Linked DNA regions of Macaca mulatta: region 1 is linked to region 2. A link is a contact called in public Hi-C data. All regions are on one chromosome and are shown on one strand. Each heading gives the region's core, a stretch centred on a gene start, on an enhancer-like site or on the middle of the called end of the contact. The rest is flanking DNA. Distances are from core to core; before and after follow the strand shown.

Evidence for each region. Hi-C and Micro-C count contacts between places; a contact is called where the count stands out from the background.
Region 1: a Hi-C map of fetal cortical plate shows a contact between it and region 2, with 2.1 times the contacts expected there. The contact joins the enhancer-like site here to the promoter of OSBPL3 in region 2. A contact is called at or near these places in 4 of 14 Hi-C or Micro-C datasets (fetal cortex germinal zone, fetal cortical plate, fibroblasts and 1 more).

Annotation. Positions count from the first base shown.
Region 1 is chr3:103,557,235-103,564,488 of T2T-MMU8v2.0, forward strand. It overlaps OSBPL3 (oxysterol binding protein like 3), which reads left to right. Exons shown (of 25, transcript XR_013415907.1): 15 at 101-351; 16 at 4,243-4,380. Among named protein-coding and RNA genes, the nearest start is that of GSDME, 73 kb to the right of the region's middle. Within about 2 kb of position 5,202, at least 8 of the 40 cell types and tissues checked have an H3K27ac peak or open chromatin away from gene starts, as enhancers often do. A contact at or near this core is called in fetal cortical plate, where this site is marked.
Region 2 is chr3:103,406,988-103,414,078 of T2T-MMU8v2.0, forward strand. OSBPL3 (oxysterol binding protein like 3) reads left to right here and starts at 5,107. Exons shown (of 25, transcript XR_013415907.1): 1 at 5,107-5,442.

The DNA of each region.
Region 1 (7,254 bases), core at 3,952-6,451, 150 kb after region 2:
AACATTGAGTACTTGCTAGGTAAGGTTTTTTTCGTGGATTAAAAATAATAGAATAAAATGAAAAGCTTTATAGGGACAACCAGGCCTCTTTCCCTTTCAGGGCCTGTCCTTGAAAGTGGTGGGGAAGCGAAGTCCCGGAGAAGAACGTGCCTGCCGGCACCCTGCCCCAGCAGCAGTAACATCAGCCTGTGGAACATCCTGAGGAACAACATCGGGAAGGACCTGTCCAAGGTGGCCATGCCGGTGGAACTGAACGAGCCCCTGAACACACTGCAGAGGCTCTGCGAGGAGCTGGAGTACAGCGAGCTCCTGGACAAGGCCGCGCAGATTCCCAACCCCCTGGAAAGAATGGTGAGGAGTCAGCCTTCCCTTGTCACTGTCCAGCCTCAATCCCCGAGCCACGAGGCCATTCACGGGGCCCATCAGAGAGACAGCCCCTGTTCCCTCCGGTTTCATTTTGATTGTTCTATAGACAGGTTCATTACTCAGAGCTGTCTGGCTTCCTCCGCCTGGCTGTTTCCAGTCACCTTGTCAGGATTTGGAGGCAGGGTTGGGGTGCTTCTCTGTGGCACTTGGTGCCTGGGGTAGTTCTGTTCTGTGGGTTCGTGCTTCCTCTTTCTCCAGAAGCCTTCTAGCTGATTGTTCCAATGTGCCCGGCTGGAAAACATGTCTTTAGGGCTGTCTGCATGTTTATTTTTACTTCCCTGGGTGGACAGAATTTAATTTCTCGAGCTGTTTTTCTCATCCAGTGTAAGTTTCCCCTGAGAATGTTTGTTTTTATTTCTGGAATTGTCCCATCGGCTCCTCGGTTTTTGGAAAATAAAGTTCACTAGAGGAGGTTTTCACATCAGAAATATTCTTTTTTTCTCTCTCCCTCTTATTTTATAGAGTACTTAAAAAAAAATCTTAGAAAAGCCCATCTTCTCTACTCGGCATCAGCTCCAGTCACAGCATGCTGGCTTTTAAAAGGACTTCCAAGTATTTCTCATCTTTCCCCCGTCTCATGGGTAGGGAGATTGGGAATGGAGTACTCAAAGGGCAAGACTCGGGCAGATCAGCCTTCTCTATGACTGTGACTGACTTTGTTCTTGAACATGGGTGTCTGTACCTCTTTTTGCTTCTTCATATTCAGTGCCCTTAGAGCAGTAAGGTCATTGTCTCTACTGGATGCTGGGACATCAATGTCCCCCAAATGCAGAGTCTCTCTCCTGGGCGTTTGCCAGTTGGCTACACTGGAATTGGAGTGCCCCCTCGGCTTCACAGACCTAGCCGTGCCGACACCCCCCATTGATGGAGGATGCTATTCTTTTCTACATTCTAAGTATTCTGCAGTCTTAGCGCTTATTAAAACATTATTACTTCTATGATTTGAAGATTAAGGGGAAATCTTACCTGCTGTCTGAGAGGGATATCCCATCGTCATTCTGCCCAGTCTCCAGGGCCTCCCCTATCAAAGAGACTTCCTTTTTTTGAGTCAGGGTCTTTGTCGCCCAGGCTGGATTACAGTGGTGCAGTCCTACCTCACTGCAACCTGGAACTCCTAGGCCCAAGCAACCCTCCTGCCCTGGCGCCCAAAGTGCCGGGATTACAGGCATGAGTCACTGTACTTGGCCCAAAAGACTTTCTTTCTTGTTACTGATAATCAGGGTAGGAGACAAAAACAAGCTGTATTTTTTAAACTGTTCTTGGTTACTTGTCCCCAGATAATTTTTGCTGAATAAAAGGAAGGCAAAGCTTCTAGAAATAGCTTCTAAGGCAAGTGTTAAAAGTCAGCATTTGTGGGCAGCTCTTTTCTTTAAAGGAAATGATTGGCTTTGAGGGTGAAAGTTTCTTAAAGATGTTTCATCCTGTGGCAATTTAGAGACCCTTAGGATATTCAGATGATTGATTGGTGTAATTGCCCTTGAGCAGAGGTTTGAGGAGAGGCTTCTCATCCCCAGCATAACCACTAAGCAGGAGTCTTATTGCATGGGTTTTGTTTACTAACCTGCAGGTCTGCTTATGCCCCTGCCTGGACTCTCCCTCGTGCTGCCAACCCATAGGCAGAGTGCTTCCTTCTGCCTCCCCTTAGGTCTCTCTTCCCCACAGCATCATGCATGGCACTAGGTTCTTTCATCGGTTGTGTTCTATTTTACATGGTGAAGGTGACTAAGGGTTGATTCAGCATTCCATACACGGTGTGGCTGTACTGTTTCACAGGTTACCAATGTGGAGAAGCAGGGAGAGGAACACACACCCAGGTTTCAAGAACGCAGGCAGTCACAAGTAGGACTGACTTGAGTGTAGTTGATTTTTTCTTTTTTTTTTTTGAGACAGAGTCTCTCTCTGTCACCAGGCTGGAGTGCAGTGGCACAATCTCGGCTCACTGCAGCCTCTACCTCCCAGATTCAAGTAATTCTCCTACCTGAGCCTCCTGAGTAGCTGGGATTACAGGTGCGTGCCACCACATCCGGCTTGTTTTTGTATCTTTAGTAGTGATGGGTTTTTTTTTTTTTTTTGAGACTGAGTCTGGCTCTGTCACCCAGGCTGGAGCGCAGTGGCTGGATCTCAGCTCACTGCAAGCTCCGCCTCCCGGGTTTACCCCATTCTCCTGCCTCAGTCTCCAGAGTAGCTGGGACCACAGGCGCCCGCCACCTCGCCCGGCTAGTTTTTTGTATTTTTTAGTAGAGACGGGGTTTCACTGTGTTAGCCAGGATGGTCTCAATCTCCTGACCTAGTGATCCACCCGTCTCGGCCTCCCAAAGTGCTGGGATTACAGGCTTGAGCCACCGTGCCTGGCCAGTAGTGATGGGTTTCACCATGTTGGTTAGGCTGGTCTCGAACTCCTGACCTCATGATCCACCCACCTTGGCCTCCCAAAGTGCTGGGATTATAGGTGTGAGCCACCGTTCCCGGCCCTTTTTTTTTTTTTTGAGACAGGGTCTTGCTCTGTTACCCAGGCTGGAGTGAGTGCAGTGGTGCAGTCACGGCTCACTGTAGCCTTGACCTCCTGGGCTCAATCAATCCTCCCACTTCTGCCTCCCAAGTAGCTGGGACCACAAGCATGTGCCACCACACCCAGCTACGTCTGTTGTATCTTTTCTGTAGAGAAGAGGTTTCGCCATGTTGTCCAGGCTGGTCTTGAGCTCCTGGACTCAAGCGGATCTGCCTGCCTTGGTCTCCCAAAGTGCTGGGATTACAGGCATGAGTCACTGCACCCAGCCAAGTATAGCTGATTTTTATAAGCCATCCAGCTGCTCTAGAGAATTCTATAGCATGAGGTGGTGAGGTGGCCCCTATTATAGGCAGCACCAAAAATTTAGCAGAAGGTTATAAAGGAAGGTTATGTGACTAGTGAGCATTTATGAAAGGCACTCAGCTCTTCTTCAGTATAAGAAACTGCATGAAATGTGCTGGGAAGAAGAAATCTTGAGATTGTTACTAGCCGACATTAGAAAGGAAAATTTGCCATCACTGCTTAGGCTTAACTGTTTTCACACACATGGAAAAAAAGACAAAGAAGGTAATGTGCCCCCCCCGGTGCCCTGACGGGGAACCGCTGCTGATGCCAAGACCTCACAGTGAGGGCCGCCCAGAGACTTTGTTCACTTCGTGTTCACGTAAAGTTTTTCTTCCTTCCGCTCTTTATTTTAATTTTTTTTTTTTTTTAATGTTTCACTTTTCCTCCCAAAAAAGCAGAACTTTAAAGTCACTATATCCTGTGGCTTGTTTCCCAGGCTTAGGAAATGACTCAGATTTTCTTTGGTCAAAATGAATGTTTTGGTTTCTATAATATCACATTTTGAATGGTTAAATTTATGATGCTGATTCCTGAGTTTTGGAGGGATGTTTTAACACTCCTTTTTTAATAGTCTTTCCCCACTCTACCCCTAAAGCCTTAGCATCTTATCAAGATCCTCAGATACTGTCAGGCTTAAAAGTACTGGCCTCAGCTTACCAGTTTCCAGAAACAGCGTAGTCCAGTTTAGAAATGTCATCGTCTTGATAGCGTCTCCCAACTTTTAGGCATCAAGATAAACGGACAGCTTGAAAACATTGGATTAATTTGTTTGGGGGCCCAAATAAACATTATTTAAACCTACAATTTTAAACCTATGTTGGTTTGGTTGTTTTTAAACAACCAAAGACAAATCTTTGGCTTTCTGAAAGAAAATCATAGAGGTTTTATTTTGTTAAGTTCTTTGTGAACAATAAAGCTCTTGGTGACACAGAAGTGACAACGTTCTTTTCTCTTGTCCTTAGGTGTATGTGGCAGCCTTTGCCATATCAGCGTATGCATCTAGCTACTACCGAGCTGGGAGCAAGCCATTTAATCCAGTTCTTGGAGAAACATATGAATGTATTCGGGAGGACAAGGGCTTCCAGTTTTTCTCAGAACAGGTATATACACCCTTTTGTGCTTGTTGGGAGGGGTTGCTTATGTCTCCCGTTCATTGTGCTTCTGAAATATTTATTTCCTACCTTTCACTGGCTTCAAAGCAGCCGAGATAATTACAGTGCTTTTCAACATAAAGGGAGGGATCGATTTCCCTTCCACTGAAGCCAAGCCACCACCCAGGGGCATAAAGGTACCACCAGTAATTCTGCACACTTGCTTGGCTACATGCATTGCCGGGGTCCTTTCTCTTTAAAATCGTTAGCACAAAGAATTTTGAAAGGATGAACATTGGCCCAACCTTCAATTTAGAGGTTTAACATTGCTCCCTAACACACTGACATCGTTATTCCAGAGCATGAATGCCCCCAGCAGAATGGGTAGCACCAGATAAATGTGTTATTCTCAATTTTGATTTGAGAGGAATCATTCATTGATGTATTTATTCATTCATATCAATAAATTATTTCTAGAACATATACCATGTGCCTGCCACTGTTCCAGGTGCTAGGATATCACAGTGGGGTGGGGGTGAGGGATCCGGATAGGAGTCCTTGCCCTCATCTGATGGATGCACAACCTTGTACTCATGCAGCCTAAAGTTCCATCACATTCTTGCCATAGAAGTAGCATACAGTAATACTCAGACATCAGACAGCCTAGGATCCATCCTATCTCATTTCTACCTCTTACTAGCATTATAACCCAGGGCAAGTTACATAGCTTCTCTGTGCTTTAGTTTGCTCTCGAGAGTGGAGATGATGACAGTTGTATGTACCTCACATGATTTTGTGATGATTCTGCGAGACACTGTCTGCAAAGCACTTGGAGCAGTATCTGAGACATGAAGATACATGTTATATGAGTGTTTGCTGTCATTATTGATGCATGCCAGCATGCATCAATAATATGGGGTGGGAACATCTAAAATACTTGTCAATAGGGAATTATTTACCTAAAATGGAGTGTACACATATTGAAAATTTTAAAAAACCTTCTTTTACTAAGATACACAGAAAGAAATTTTTTAAAAATTATAACAAATTTAAAAAATAAAATATACCCTCTCCCACCTTGTTAAGGTAGCAATCTCACGTTCACTCTCTGTATATCCCTAAATCCCTAGGAACATTAAACATCATTGTTTCTGTACATTTCTCAGCCCCCAGTTCTTAGAGAACTAAGGAGAAAGGGGGGGTGGATTGCTAAAATATTCTTTTATCTTGCTGCTCTCTTTATCAATGGATTTGCACTACAGAGAGAGGAAGGGAAGCGTGGGTTGGCTGAGAGACTTATGATGATAGTGCTTATCTTAACTGTAAATGATAAGGAGTGTTCTCTGGAACTTGAAGGAAAATGAATATACAGTAACCCAAAGCACACTGTCAGTAGCTTGCCAGTTAGAAGCTAAAACAAGAAATTAAACATGGACTGATACTGGGGAAGTAGGGAGCTAAATCAGTAGTTAAAGGGGATAAGATAATCTGTGTGATTCAAAATTCATCTGGGTTATTTAAATACTGAACCTAAAATAGAATGAGAATAAATGAAAATATAATTTGGTTTCCATGGTATCATATGCACTCTTGTGAAAAAATAAAGGCCAAAAATAGCCTCAAACTACAGCAGACAATCAGGACAGGATGAATAGCTATAAGAAAAGAATAGTAACGTGAACTGTGTAAAGTTGAGCTTCAGTCCTCTGAGCCCTGGTGGGACAGGGCCCAAAACAAGATCTGTTTGTGTGTTTCCCATGATGGCACAGTGGGGAGAAATCAGAGCTCCTGGGCACCTGTGCACAAAGACAGAAAGAGGGTTACATAACTTAGCATTTAGTTCCATGAAATAAGCAAGAAAGAGAAGTGGTTATTGTTAGTAGTTTAGGATGTGCTGGGTGTAGGATGTGCAGACCTGCCTGCTTCCAATCTTAACTCCACAGTTTGTTCCATGCGTGACCTTATGTAAGTTCCTTCAACTTTCTGAGCCTCCCTTTTTTTTTTTAATCTATAAATTAGGAATGATAATGTTTGACTAATAGGTTGTAGTAAGGCTTAAACAAAATAATACACTGATGGAAATATTCAGTAAATGGCTATTGCTCTTATATTTACTGGGAACTTCTACAATGCCTTTTTTTTTTTTTTTTTTTTTGAGACAGAGTCTCACTTTGTTGCCCAGGCGGGCTTCCAATGGCACAATCTCAGTTTACTGCAACCTCTGCCTCCCAGTTCAAGTGATCCTTGCACCTCAGCCTCCCAAGTAGCTGGGACTACAGGCTTGTGCCACCATGCCCAGCTAAGTTTCGTATTTTTAATAGAGATGGTGTTTCACCATATTGGCCAGGCTGGTCATAAACTCACTTCATGGGATTCGCCTGCCTTGGCCTACCAAAGTGCTGGGATTACAGTCTTGAGCCACCACGCCTGGCCTACAATGCCTTTTAATATAAAGTGTTAAGAATAGTAAGAATGACTGGGCGCAGTGGCTCATGCCTGTAATCCCAGCACTTTGGGAGGCTGAGGCGGGTGGATCACAAGGTCAGGAGATCGAGGTCCATATTGGCTAACACGGTGAAACCCTGTCTTTACTAAAAATACAAAAAATTAGCTGGGCGTGGTGGCGGGCGCCTGTAGTCCCAGCTGCTCAGGAGGCTGAGGCAGGAGAATAGTGCGAACCTGGGAGGCGGAGCTTGCAGTGAGCCGAGATCACGCCACTGCACTCCAGCCTGGGCGACAGAGCGAGACTCCGTCTCAAAAAAAAAAAAAAAACAAATAGTAATAAGAGTTTGGGAGGCTGAGGTAGGTGAATCACTTGAGGTCAGGAATTCCAGACAAGCCTGGCTAACATGGTGAAACCCCATCTCTACTAAGAATCCAAAA
Region 2 (7,091 bases), core at 3,857-6,356:
ATGGAGTTTGAGACTAGCCTGGGCAACATGGCGAAACCCCATCTCCACAAAAAATACAAAAGTTAGCCAGGTGTGGTTAGTGGTGGTGTGTGCCCATAGTGCCAGCTACTAGGGAGGCTGAGGCATGAGAATCACTTGAACCCAGGAGTCAGAGGTTGCGGCAAACTGAGATCACACTGTGGCAGGCCAGGTCTCACTCATGCAGGCCTCCATAACAACTGTGTCAGTACCGACTGAGTGGGTAAGTTCAATATTAAAAGCCAGTGTAAGAAAAGCCCACCAGGAGTTTTGCCTAGGCCTTTCTTCGGTCTTCAAGCATGACAAAATAATGAAGGAATTCTTAACAGCACTCATTTAGGATTAAACAAGTTTTATTGTGGGTCTGAAGAAACGCCCCAGGCTTCCACAAACAAGCTTATTGTGGGGGTTGGAAGGAACTCACCAAACCTCCATGATTTAGCAGGAGACAAGATAAGGGTAATCATTCCAGCACCTGGACCCATTCAGATTAAGTAAATTTACTTAGGCTCCAGAGGAAGGTCTTCAGGACTCAGACTTTAGTTATAGATTAAAAGAAGTTAATTACTTATGTCTTAGATGAATGTACACTTACATGTAGACATATAACTTAGAAAGTAGATAAGCTCTGGAAAACTTTGTAATTTGGAGTTGGTCTGGCGATGATTTCCAAGCCTTCTCCCTGTAACCAGTTGCAAAAATAAAAACTCTCTTCATCCTGAGTTCATCTGCATCTCACTATTGGGCCACGAGAAACAGCAGCCCAACACTTAGTTGGGCCTGGGAACAACACCACCACACTCCAGCCTGGGCAACAGTGACAGCTTGTCTCAAAAAAAAAAAAAAAAAAAAAAAAAGAAAGGAAACTAAAGGTGAGCAAGCCTCCTCTAGAATAGCCCAGAAATCCCAGAAATTGTAAACAGCTGATGAAAACCAATTTAGAATTAGAATAATCTGTGACTTTTAGTTGCACTGATCATGTTGACTTAAACTAAGCAGGAAATGTATCTGAACCAGGAAAACTAACAATGTTGCAACTTCCTCTACAAGGATAACTTTACTGTAATAAATAAGAATTTTTTTTTTTTCCAAAAGTTAAAAATGTTAACAAAGACATGCAGGAAATGGCTCTAGCTCCTAATTCCCAAAATAATTTCTCTCTTCTCTGAACACATTTTTGGTACCTCTCAGGACATTTTCCATTTTTTAGCTTGTGTTGTAGTTATTTATGTCCACATCTGATCTGCCCAATATAGAAAACTATAAAAGCACTGAAGGGACACTCACTGATTCATTTTTATTCACTTTGAAGTGCTTGCTAAGAATGATCTCTTATACAAAGCAGGCAATCTAATAAAGGAATTGGTGAATTTTTGAACAATCCTTGTCAAGAATTATACTAACAGTTGTAAAAGAATGCTTACAAGGTGTTCATATGCAACTAAATACTTTGATTCATTTTTCAGATGAAAGTGAAGGAGGAAGAAGATGAGTAGGGCTGTACAGGTTGGAGAGGATGGCAACTCAGATTTAGACAAGTGTTTTTCCCACTTTCCATAGGCGGTAGATGTGGCAAAAAGATGGCCGTTTAAGAGGGTTGGAGACAGCCTCTGACCACTCATAGACTGTATGATTATGGTCAAGACACTGGGAACTTTCTGGGCGTTGCTCCACCACCCCTTCATAAAAGAAGTTGATGAAGTGATAAACAATAGTTCCTCCTCACTTGTAATTGTATCAGAAAACTGAAGCTATTAGGGATCTTAAAGTTCATCTAGCCCCAGAATGGCAATTCAGCATTATCTTAGATACTGATCTTGGCCTATCAGTGGCAGCTTCTTGCAGTGTTGAGAAGGATTCTGAGGCTCTATTTGGACTCAGTGGAAAAGGCAACCTTGACTTAATAATGATGTCTGATACAAGGCAGGAGGAAAGTGGCAGCAAATAAGTCAAGATGTGTCATCCCCAATTTAGCCCAATGCCGTCTCTTCACAGGAAACAAATGAGACCAGAAGCTCATATTTTGAGTTTACCATGTGCCAGGCACTGTGCAAATTGCTTTTACATTCACAATTGTATTTAATCCTTAGACAACTTTAAGAAGTTAGCATTATTATCATTCCCATTTTACAGATGAGGCTTAAGGAAACAAAATTTGCCTGAGGTTCACACCTTAGAAACCCATATCCATAAGCATTTCCCTATATCGCCTCCTGTAGGCACTTACTATGTGTTATGCCAGTGGTTCTCATCGGGGGGATTTTGCTCTCCAGAGGACTTCTGGCAAAAGTCTGGAGATTTTTTGTTGTTACAACTGGGGAGGACAGGGTGTTCCTTGAATCTAGTAGGTGGAGGCCAGAAATGCTGCTAAATGCACAAGACAGCACCCCTCCCCACCCCTTACCTCCAGCAGGAAAGAATTATCTTTACCTAAAATGTTAATAGTGCTGAGGTTGAGAACTCTGTATGCAGGAACTGTTTGCAAATGGATGATCAAACTCTTCCTGTAGTCCAGCAGGTACTTAATTATCTCCATTTTACAGACAAGGAAAGGTGATCACAGAATGAGGTGGTCATCATAAGACAGGAACTGAGGTAGTCTGATTCTAGAGGTCCTCAGTTTCCTTTACTATCAAAACATGCAAACTCAGGTAGCACCCGCTTACCTATTACCGATTTCAGAAGCTAAGACCACTGTGCCAAATGTGAAAAATTCCCACTGTGGTGGGCGTGTCTCCAAAGAGAAAAAGTATTTGTTCAACAGTTCAAAGAAGAGGGTCTCTAGGAACTCTTAATATGGAACCACTGATCTTTATTAGACATTCAAATCGTTATTTTAAAATAAGACTGAGAAGAAAGCTAATTTTAGAACATTAACAAGCTTTTTCAAGAATAATTAGCTCCGCGTGGGTTTCAACTTTTTTTTTTTTTTTCCTTTAGATTTTAGGAGCTGGAGAGCCTGGAAGCTTATTTAGGAGTAGAAGAGGAAATGAAACTATGAAAAGCCACAGTACAATTCCTCCTTTACATGGGGACAAGGCACAATGTGAATAATTCTCTCATCCTGTCCAATTAACGCCTCAAGTACACACACACACACACACACACAAAGAGAGAGAATGTACACTCTATTATGATTTGATTTGGAAGACATTAATGAAAAAGCCCAGAACGGGATGCTAGTGTAAACAACAAAGCCCTATGCAAATAACTTCCTTTCCGATTGAAGGTTGGTCTCCTACAGAAAAACTAATGCTAAAGAAACAGGCGGAGAGGCTGAAGGTGGAGAGCAAAAGAAAAAGAAATAGCTTGAACGAGGAAGGGGATTGGCAGGAGGAGGGGAGAGCAAGCCTCTCTCAGAGAGGAATTATAGAAAAATGGAAGGAGGTTTAGGAAAACCCAGTCTAAGCTGCTCCGGCGGCGGGGCTGGGCGTGGGCAAGGTGCCTCCTTGGACTGTCCGCGCGCCTGCCAGACACGTCCTTCCACTACCCATCGAGCCACCTGGCGCTGGTCGGGCTTTGCGAGGTTGTTTAGGAACCGCGGAGTCATTCGATTTGAAATCTTCTCCAATAAGCTTTTCCGTGTGCCGACGCAGGCGGCATGACAGTCGGTTTGCTCGGCAGCATCTCTGGCGCCTCCCGCCCTCGCCCGCCGCCTGCCAGATCCGAAACAGACAGTCCCAGACATTTCGCGAGGGGGATGGTTCCAGAAAGCAGAGATCTGAACGTGGTGAATGAAATGTGAACAGAATAGCTCCGGAAAGAGTCTCAGAAACCTTGAATTGGGGTCAGTTTGGAGACTGGAAATGCGACGAGCGCCTCAGGTGGTGGTTGGCAGGGGGATTTAACACTGTGGAGCCCTTTGTGCCAGGCGCCGAGCCCAGCGAGCCACGCGCGGTGCCCAGCTGGGTGAGGTCGGTCATTTGGGTCTTCAGGGAGGCTAAATACCTTGTCTTTGCTATTCCCTTCGCCTGGAACGCTCTTAGCGAGACTGGGTGTGGCAGCTCCTTTCCCATGCTCAGGAATCTGGGTAAAAGTCACCCTCGCCTAGAGGCCCCTCAGGGTGAGCGCGCCATCACGCACTAAACCACTTTCGAAAGCTGGGCTTGGCTCTCCTCTCAGTACTAACAGTTCGTCAGCCTTTTATTTTGTGCATGGATATGTATATTCTCTTCTTTATTGTCTGCCTTTCCACAAAAATGCAAGACCCGTGAGTACAGGAGCCTGGTACGCCTTTCTCACAGTTGCAAGCTCGCAACTGCTCCTGGCACATATTAGGTGCTCAGTAAATGCTCACGCCCTTCCCACCCGCCACCTGCGGCACTCGACACATTTGCAGTCTGCAAACTGACCCCAAATCATCAGCTGCTTGCATTCATGCTAGGATCAAAGAAGGCCATTGGGCTAGTGGGAAGTCAAGTCGGGTAGACTTTCCCGTCTTTCAGGGAGATTTAATAGTAACGACGGTGCTCTCCCGACCCCCTACGCCCTTGCACATAAACTGCAGAGAACAAAATCACTCCGGCACGTATCTGCACGGCTGCCTCTGGAGGTAGGGTCACGGTCTCCGAGCCCCGGGTCTCACAATGATACTGTCCTTTGTCATCTCGTGCCTAGAGTGCTGCCTCCCCACGTATTTCCTCCGTTTTCGACGACTCTGCCTCAGTCTGACTTCCTCGGGAGGTAGAGTTCTCCTAGCCTGTGCGAACGCAAGGGTCCCCTGGAGCCTTCTTCGTAAACCTGCCCCTCCCACTCTGCCTTCACTTCTTCCTCCTTCCCTGGCCAGGAAGAGCCACTCGAGGAACATTTACCGAACGCCTACAGCTAGCAGGCACCCAGCTGGACCGCCGGGAGCCTCACTCCGTGCCACGCCGCAGCACTCGCCTACCTCCGCCCTCCCAACCCGTCCGAAATCCGGGATCCCTAGTCCCCCGGCTGCGTCATGGAATCCGCGGGCTTCTTCCGAGGGCATCGCCCCACCTCCTTCCCCAAAGGCGACTTATGATTGGTGGGAACGTGTGTCACTCTGCCGCCCTCCCGCCCCCTCGGGGCCCCGCCCCCGGGCCTTGCAGGCCCCTCCCCTGCGCTCCCGCCCCTGCGCCGCTCCTCTGGCTAATCGCCGGGCGGCGCGCGCCGAGAAGTTCTGGGCAAAGTACTCAGAACTGGCCGCGTGCTGGTGGCGCCCGCCAGCCGGCCCGGGAGAAGGGACCAGAGCGCGACGCGGCCGGTGCGCAGCGCGGCTCCGGCCCCGTCTGTCCGCGAGTGGCCATCCCCGCCCCCGACTCCTGCGGCCGGTGCGAGAGCTGTCAGCTGCACGTTGCGGGGAGACCGGAGAAGCCGGGTTGCCTTCTCCCGGGTCTGTGCGCTAACCCCCGAGCCCTGCACCGGGGAACTAGGGAGTGTCTCCGGCTGCACAGCGCTCAGGTGAGTGGCGGGGCGCCTGCCTAAATGGGGCCGAGGTGTCGGGGGGCCAGGCGGCGGCGCGGGCTCGGAAGGGCTGCGGTTTGGGGGGCGCCGCGGGTCTCTGCAGAACCGGGGTCTGCCCGTGTCGGCCGGGGAGGATCCGGCCCTGGGGCAGACCGAAGCTTGGGAGCTCGCCCTCGGTGCCGGCTGAAGCTCCCGGGGAGGGAGGACCCGGGTCTCACCCACCCTAGGGCTCCGTCCCTCGAGGGACGACTCAGAGGATTGACCGCCAGGAGGAACCGAGCGCAGGGGCTGGAGCGCAGGTGCGGGAGGACGCGGCGCGCGGAGCTGTCCTGGGCAGCGGGGAGGCTCTGCGCCGGGGCTGGAGGCTCAGGAAGCCTGGTTAATTGGGCGGAGCGCGACGCTTTACCACATCCGCGGGATGGGGCGCGCCGGTGAGACTGAGACAACGCTCTCGGGGCAGGCGCTCGGCTCGCCCGCCTTCCCAACCGCGGCTTGCCCAGATCCCCCGTGCCGGGCTGGAGGCCCAGGGCACGTTCCTTTCCTTTCTAAATTTACGTATTCATCAGCTTTCTGGCCCCTTCTGGAATTTTTTTCTTTTGACTTTCCAATTACTACTGGTCAGATCACCTTTAGGCTCACCCTAACTCTTATCTCAGTGTCTTTCACATTGGTCCTTTCCCGGAGGCCCTGCAGCAGAATCTTAGTTCAGGGTCTTAGGGACTTAATGTACTCTTTCTGAACATTGTCTGCAGTTGGGTTTTCCTATCTCTGTCTCTGTTTATTCCATGGTCAGGTAAATTCTTTAAGTACTGTCATCATAAGCCAGATACTCCCAGGCAGCCCCTTAGCACTGCCCAGCTTCCCGGGGAGCGTTCCTAGCCTCTGGAGTCGCTGATGGGCACTGTCGTAGGTCGTCCAGATACTTCTTAAGCCGGGGCGCGCCGCCCCTCCTTCGGCAACGCAACTTGCTTGCTGCCTCCTGCACACTTGTGCTTGTCCTTCTCCATCTCACAAGCCACCAGTCTCCTCAGACGGGACTCTTGGAGCTGAAGGGACTGTGAAGTTGTCGGTTTCCATGTGTCTGCGTACTGCGCAGAGGTGCTTGAGACCCTTCGGGGTTGCTCAGACCCTCAGAGTCTGAGTATTGGGATGAGGGCATTTAGAAATGTTTTAAACTACAGCTGCAAAAGAGATACTTCCACAGATAGGTGAAAGCGAAGGCCTGGTTTCTCATCATCTACACTGTACCCCGCAAGTATCATACAAGGTGAGGTTCTCCTGGCTAAAGGAGGTCAGGCAGGCCTGGGCTTGTATGCATCCAAGCTAAATGACCCTCCCGTCTAGCCAAGCCACGTCACCTGTTTGCTGTTGCTCATAGAACTTAAATTTCTCCCTGAAATTGTCTCCTTGGATTATTGTGTTCTCTCTCTTCCCTCATTAGGATGTAAGTACCAGGAACGCAGAGATCTTGTCTGTCTTGTTCATCACTTGATCCCCTGTGTCAAGAACACACAGTAGGTTTGCAATAAACATTTATAGAATGAATAAATGAAACCTTCTCTGTAAATATGAGGAATGAGGATTTCATAGCTGATTTTGATTTTCATCTTTATTCTTAATTTACTATTGGGAAAATTAACAAATAG